Regions from separate parts of the Arachis hypogaea genome. Here region 2 is linked to region 1. A link is a contact called in public Hi-C data. All regions are on one chromosome and are shown on one strand. Each heading gives the region's core, a stretch centred on a gene start, on an enhancer-like site or on the middle of the called end of the contact. The rest is flanking DNA. Distances are from core to core; before and after follow the strand shown. Region 1 has its middle 8.8 kb from the start of LOC112782671. Region 2 has its middle 9.9 kb from the start of LOC112784891.

Region 1 (3,790 bases), core at 617-3,116:
GTAACCAAGAATTGGATCACAAGTGTAGAATGCTTGATGATTATATTTGTTGAGAGCGGAGCATCATCAAGTGCAAATCTCTTTGGCAAATCTGGATTAGCCAAGAGAATAAACGATCACTTGCAACAAGATCTGAAGTAGTTTTCGTCTCTATTGGTTTTTGTTTTGTTCGAGTAAGTTTGTTTGACCAATGCAATTCAATATTTGTTGGCCGAAATTAACTGCTATAGTGATAGTTCATAGTTGAATTGAAAGAAAAAACACTTTCCAAAACTCAAAGAGGCTCAATTTGTGGCACTTTTTATTCTCTTTTTCTTTGTTATACTTTTAAAATTCGTTCTCTTTCAATTTTTGAGAACTAATCTCAAATTTTTAATTGATCGAGTATATTCTTCTTATTTGTATTTTTAAATCAAATTTCTTATTTCAAATATATTTTTAATTTTTGTTTTTATTCAATTCTTTATGAATAATAAAAATCATTTAATAAATACATAACTGTTCATTTCATCACATTATTTGATATTTAGGACGAAATAGAAAAAGATGGTACTATTTATGAACTTTTATTTGTATAGTAAACTCGATTTCTCCTTCCATGTGAACCCTAATTTTTTTCTTTTCATTCTGATTCCTATTTTTTTTTCCTTTGTCATCCTATACAAACAAAAAGATGTGAGGCTTTTTTTTTTTGTTCAAAATACCAAATTTTACATTTTCAAACAATTCTGTATACATAGATTTACCAGAATTAAATAAATAAAAGTAAAAGATAAATTTAAAGAAACAAATTTGGTCAAGAAGGATGGAAAAGAACGTACCAAATTCATCATTTAGAAATAATACGCAGAAAGAATTGAAAAAAAAATCATTAAAAGATGGTTATTTGATTTATTCGAACTGATTTTTTCAAAAAAATTATTTGTATAAAATAAATTGATTTTTTTATCAAACCAAATAATAACACGTGTCATTAATTTAGAAACAGCTTCATGTGAAGTTGACTACAGGTCACCTAGTAAATTTCGGTAAATTATCCTACTAATTTCTATAGTTTTAAAAATCTAATCGAAACGGGTTGATTCAACGAGATTAATCAAGTCGGTCACCAAATTAATTCGGTTAAAGTAAAAAAAGCTAGCAATAAACTGATAAAAAAACTAGAAAAATTGGTTAAAAATTTGATTTAACCTATTGAACCGGTATGATTTTTTAACGGTTAATCGGTTTAAAATAATAATATACAAAAAATTTTTTAAAAGAAATATATATTTTTTATATAAATATATTATTTTATTATATCTAATTCAATTTCAATTGAGTTTCGGTTGAACACTTAAATTTTTGAACATCTAATTTTATCAGATCTATAAAAAATTTAATTTTCATAATCTTATTAATTTTTTAATTCAATAATAATAATAATAATAATAATAATAATAATAATAATAATAATAATAAACGATAATTAAGTTTTTAATTTTTTTTATTTTAAAAATAAATAAATTATCAACTAATTAAAAATATAAAAATATTTTTCATTTTTTTAAAGTATAAAACAGCTAAGTCCATTCGCATTTTAAAAAGTTAGGACTTAGACGGTTGGTATGTTATATAAACATTTTTGGATAATAGTATACTAAATTATTACTACTAATATATGATTAATTAGTAGTTACATGTGCGTCTAGCTGTACTAATTAAGTCCCAAAGATGCATTTGATGTAAAATATTACCTAACCGCCCTTTGAGTTGCTTAAAAATACTAAATCCTTGTTTAATTTAATTCATCAATGACAAGGATACACCATTACAAATTATAAAAAAAAAAAAAAGAGTATTTCTGGCTGTGAAAGTAGTGCCTCACAACATGCCATAATATAATGTCCTTAATTAGCTTCTTGATAAAAATGAACGAGGGTGCTTGGCTGCATGCGTCTAATAAGAAAATAAATTATCATTTTTTTCAAGAGTTAATAGTCAAAATCGTCTCTAAAAGATATTTCGATCTCTATTTTAGTCTTAGAAAGACAAAATTAATCGAAATCATTCCCAAAAGATACACAACTTGGTCACATTAGTCATTCCATCAGTTGGATGATGACGTGTCACGTTAAATGCCACGTGGCATGATGACATGGTGGGTTAATGCCACGTGTCACAAGATGATTGGTTGACGTGTCAGATCAGTGACAAATGGCACGCCACATGTCGCTTGACATGTAAAAAAGTTATTTATAATCAAAACTGTAACACCCTAATTAGCCTAAGCCTTACCTCGCGTCGTAAAGTAAAGGTTAATCAAAAGTTACGACAGTTCTAAGCTTATACATATCATATATAGAAGGAATTAATAATATCTAGAAGCCCAATGAAGGATATAGCTCAAAATCAGCATTTGAAATGGCGCAAAACGTACTATCGAAGCTACTAACTTAAAGCACAAAAAACAAAGGTAATATAACAAAAAGTAAGTATATAATATCATAAGAAACTAGCCACGGCTCGCGGAGTTTAAGCTGGCTAGCCATATACAGACCATACATAACAATCGATAGTAAAAACAGCTTATACAAGTTTTGTTCTCTCAAATACAAGCCTCTAGGCAAAACAAAATAAAAAAAATGAGAGACATATTCAAAATAAATCAAAAGACTCGAAAGAAGTATCCGAATCCTCCGCTCCTGTCACCAACCAGACAACTCATCGAGGTGGGTTGCGACCTACATCTGAAAAATACAACAGAAATATGGTATGAGAACCGGAGGTTCTCAGTATGTTAACAGTGCCTAGTGATGTAGGATATAAGACCCGGGACGCCAAAGGCAATCCTAGACTCCATATCCATCACAAGATTCAAACTTAAAGCATTCTAAACCAAATAAGCATAACTAAACATGATATTCTAGCTTAAGGGATTTCTATTCTAACTAAATACCGCTGTCCCACAGCCTTCACCAACCTATCCTCCATGCGATCCCTTCGCCACCGCCTACCTAATCTCCTCAGCACCAGACAAACACAATTAATGCAAGCAAGTAAAACACAAGTAGAAGCGTATAGAGCAAGTAGTTCAAGTAAGCAAATAGGCATGTTATTCATTTAGGCATATAATTTCAAGTCGGCAAATCATACAAACAGATAGAAAATGCACATGATGAATGTCTATCCTATTGGCTCGTGATATCACTTGTCGGTCCATAATTGCCAACCCGACATATCCTTTGGGATGTCGCTTTTCTGCCACACCCACGATTATAGTGTCGGGCACACTCTATTGACCCACAGATATAGTGTCGGGCACATGCTATTCACCCACGGATATAGTGCCGGGCACACTTGCATGCATAACCCAAGGATACAGTGCCTGACACACTCTTGTAATAGAAAATATTATCAATCATAATTCAATCCCAGGGACATAATACACTACATACTATCATACTTGACCCAATAATATAGTGTCTGACACACTCTCATTATTCAACGAGATCATCATTCCTCCTTGAGTCCTCAACTCATCATAACCATCATCAATTCATCACTTCCATTCCGAGCTCATTAGTTCATCACCTTCTCAATTCATTGTCAACAATCACCATATGCACCACTCTTCCTTCTCTCTCAACTAACTCATCCGCAATTGGTGCGGAATTTATAACCCACAAACTAACCGGCAAGTGCACCGGGTAGTACCAAGTAGTACCTCAGGTGAATGAGGGTCGATCCCACGAGGATTGATGGATCAAGCAACAAAGGTTAAGTGATTGACTTAGTCAGACAAGCAGAA
Region 2 (3,568 bases), core at 590-3,089, 120 kb after region 1:
GTTTTTCACCATACTCAATTTCCCAACTCCCGCCAACCCCCTAACATTCCAAGAGCTAAATATCATTTTAACGCATTTATACACACTTTTTTTCAATTTTTCGGACGACTTCTCCTAGCCTTCTCCTTCTGCTTAGCTTGCTTTTTCTTTTGGGTTATCGCCTCATTCTGTGTTTGAAGTATCACCATAATGTCATCTTCCTTATTGTACTGTACTGCTCCAAACCCCACTGCAAGCTCCCAAGCTTTCCTATTTTCTTGCATTTTATTTGCACATTTATTTTCTGAAGTTTCAGTTCCAGCTTCACTACCATCATCACAACTGGTATTCCCCAAGCCATCTGAAGCCTCCCTTGCGTCATCATTACCTAGCTCCGACGCTACCATTAGTTCTTGTACCTTAACTACACCTGGGACATTGTCTGTTGTACCCTTCATTGAACACATGTTTCTCTGGCAACCACCTTTGCAACTTGCTTCCTCACCTTCCTTTGCATTTGGGACACCCAGCCTCATTCCATACCCTACTGTACCACCACACCGTTCTCCCTTATGCTTCGCAACAACATCGCCGTAACAACCAAGGCCTAAACCAGTTCCGCCTCCAAACTGGTCCGCCCACCAAACCTCCACTTACCCACAGTGTACTCGCCACAGCCAAATCACCAGCATCGTTGCCCCACCCCTCTCCTCCATTCAGATCTCGCCTTGTCTCAACAAACCCAGACCCTCACGATAGCTAGTATTCGTCTTTGTCAGCGATGCATGTCTCCCTCTAGTGCCCATAGCAGGCTTCGTCACCCAAACTTGGCCTCCATCACCAACTGCTTCCTAGCTCCCCCTCCCTCCCTCATCATTCGCCATCGTCGGGTCTTCAAACTTATTTTGAGCCATTAAATTATTTTAATTAAACAATTAATTAATCGTGGTTTTTAAACTTCTACTATATAAATATTCTATGATTCAATTCTAATCTACACATTTTTTTTCAAAAGTATATGTATTTTATTCATTAAATGAAGTAAAATACAATGAGTTCCATTTTAGGGCACATAACAAACAAAAGTCAAAATTTTTAAAGTTTTCACTAAAAGGTGAATGCATCAACAAAATTTGAATGAAAGAATCAATAGATTAGGAAAAGAAAAGTGAGCTCAGCACTAATGAATTTTAAGTTATTGAACCCACGACCTCCTTCTTTTAAAAGTTTAAAATAACTACTAAGCTATTAATTTAAATTACTAATTTAGTATGTTTGTTATTTAAAGGATAATGTTGCAAAAACTTGAAGTTAAAAAAAGAGTGATAAAATATTTATGTTTGTTTGTATTATTTTTATTTTATTAAGAACTTAACGATCATGATATTTATAATTTTATGTTAAATTTTTTTAAGATTTCACTGTTTTTAATTTTAATTTAATTTTAATTTAAATTTAGTTTTTTTATTTTCTATTTTATTAATATATATGAAATATGAAAAGATAAATTTTATATTTTCTTAAAAAAATTTAATTTTTCTGTAAGTAAGATAGGATTGAAAATTTTAGGGTGACTAGAATTAAGGTCGAGAGATTCTCAACCCACAAATAAAGTAGTATTGAGTTTTAAGAAAATTTTTAAAATAAAAATCCTACACTACTCTATTCATTGGTAATTTTAGTAGGAATCTAATTAAAAATTTGATAAAAATATAGAAAACAACAGAATAATTAAACTTTATCTTTAAATATAAATATTATTGAATTATTAACGAAAACCTAACCTCCCAAATGAATAAGGGTCATCCTAGGGTGCTGAAACGAATTTTTTTCTGTCCGTGCTAAAAGTGTGTGGTATGATGAAAGAGAAGACACGTGGTTCTGCTGCCTCTAAGTTGCCGACAATTTTTGCGCTAAGACTGATGGTGATGTATGCTGAAAATTTGGTTACATGATAATAATCTTTTATTAATGATAGCAATTATGTTATTGGGCCTATTTTTGAGGATCCAGTAAATATTTGGTTTCATTATTTTTTTGTTATGTTATGGAACAAAAATAAAGAGAACATAATGTATATGACACTAAACAAGATTTTTGTTTTACGTTTTGGGCCATGAAATATGTTTTTGGACATGAACATAAAATTGGATCATAAAAATACTATTATTGTAATAATAAACAATAAAAATATAAAATCAAAGAAAATAAATAATAATAATAATAATAATAATAATAATAATAATAATAATAATAATAATAATAATATTTAAAAAAAAATAGAAGACAGTTCTAAAATTAAAGATTTAGAATACAAAAGGAGAAGATACTTTTTACTCGTTTATGTTGTTGTAAAGTCATGTTATTTAGTTTTAAAATTTTTTTCTTTGGAATAAAAAAAATTAATAACTTTATTTATTTTTAAAAAAGAATATTTTTTTAGATATTTAATTATTTTTAATTTTGAAATTAAATAAATTGAAAAATTTAAGTAGTAGTATTTTGAGTTTAAATATAAATTTTGAAAGTTTACGTTAAAGCGAAAATATATGTTTAAACTTAAAACAATTTAAAATAATTCAAGGTATGAATTATATCTATTTAAATAAATTCATAAAAAATTTATTTTCAAAAAATTTTTAATTTAAACATAATTTTTCAATTTAACATAGACTTTTAATAATTATATTTAAACTCAAAATACTACTATTTAAAATTTTCAATTCATTTAATTTAAAAATTAAATTTATTAAACTTGAAAAATTAAATATCTAAATAAATATTCTTTTTTCAAAAAAATAAAAGTTATTAATTTCCTTTAATGTATAGAACAAAATTTTAAAACAAAATAACATGCGCTTTAAACACTATAGAGCAGTAAGAAGCACCTGTTTTCTTTGTATCCTAAATCTTTAATTTCATACCTATCTTCTCTTTTTTTTTTTAAATATTATAACTATTATTATTGTTATTATCTATTTTCTTGGGTTTTATAGTTTAATTGTTTATTATTACCATAAGAGTATTTTCATTATCCAATTTCATTTGTATGCCCCAAAAAATTTTCATGGTTCAAAACATTAAACAAAAATCGGATTTCAACGTCACATATTATGTTCACTCTTTTTTGGTTCAATAACACAAACATAAAACAGCCACACTTAAATGTGACCTCCAATACTTGTTGGATCCTCAAAAATAGGCCCAATAATTTAACTCCCATTATTTACATAATATTATTATCATTTAACCAAATTTTGGGCAAACATCATCAATTGATCACCATCAGCTTTGGCACAGCAAATGTCGGTACTTTGGAGGCAACAAAAGAAAAGCACGTGTCTTCTACTTCAAAGTGCCACATATTTTCAGCATCAGAAGAAAAAAAACATTTTCAGCACCTTAGCAATGGCCAATGAATAAATCAGGGGCAAACCCCAAAATACCTCTATCACTACGCTACCGTACCCGGTTCTCTAAAGTATTCACGCTTATCAATTAAATATGGAGTTAAATCTCAATTTGACCCTTAAAATTTAGTCCGATACTTAGAATGATCCCTATAATTTTGTTGATTCCAATTAGAATT

The links. Hi-C and Micro-C count contacts between places; a contact is called where the count stands out from the background.
Region 2: a contact with region 1 is called in a Hi-C map of leaf, with 2.3 times the contacts expected there. The contact joins two enhancer-like sites. A contact is called at or near these places in 2 of 8 Hi-C or Micro-C datasets (both in leaf).

The regions. Positions count from the first base shown.
Region 1 is chr20:25,905,130-25,908,919 of arahy.Tifrunner.gnm2.J5K5, forward strand. No RefSeq gene overlaps it. Among protein-coding and RNA genes, the nearest start is that of LOC112782671, 8.8 kb to the left of the region's middle. Within about 2 kb of position 1,867, at least 1 of the 3 cell types and tissues checked has open chromatin away from gene starts, as enhancers often do.
Region 2 is chr20:26,022,767-26,026,334 of arahy.Tifrunner.gnm2.J5K5, forward strand. No RefSeq gene overlaps it. Among protein-coding and RNA genes, the nearest start is that of LOC112784891, 9.9 kb to the right of the region's middle. Within about 2 kb of position 1,840, at least 2 of the 3 cell types and tissues checked have open chromatin away from gene starts, as enhancers often do.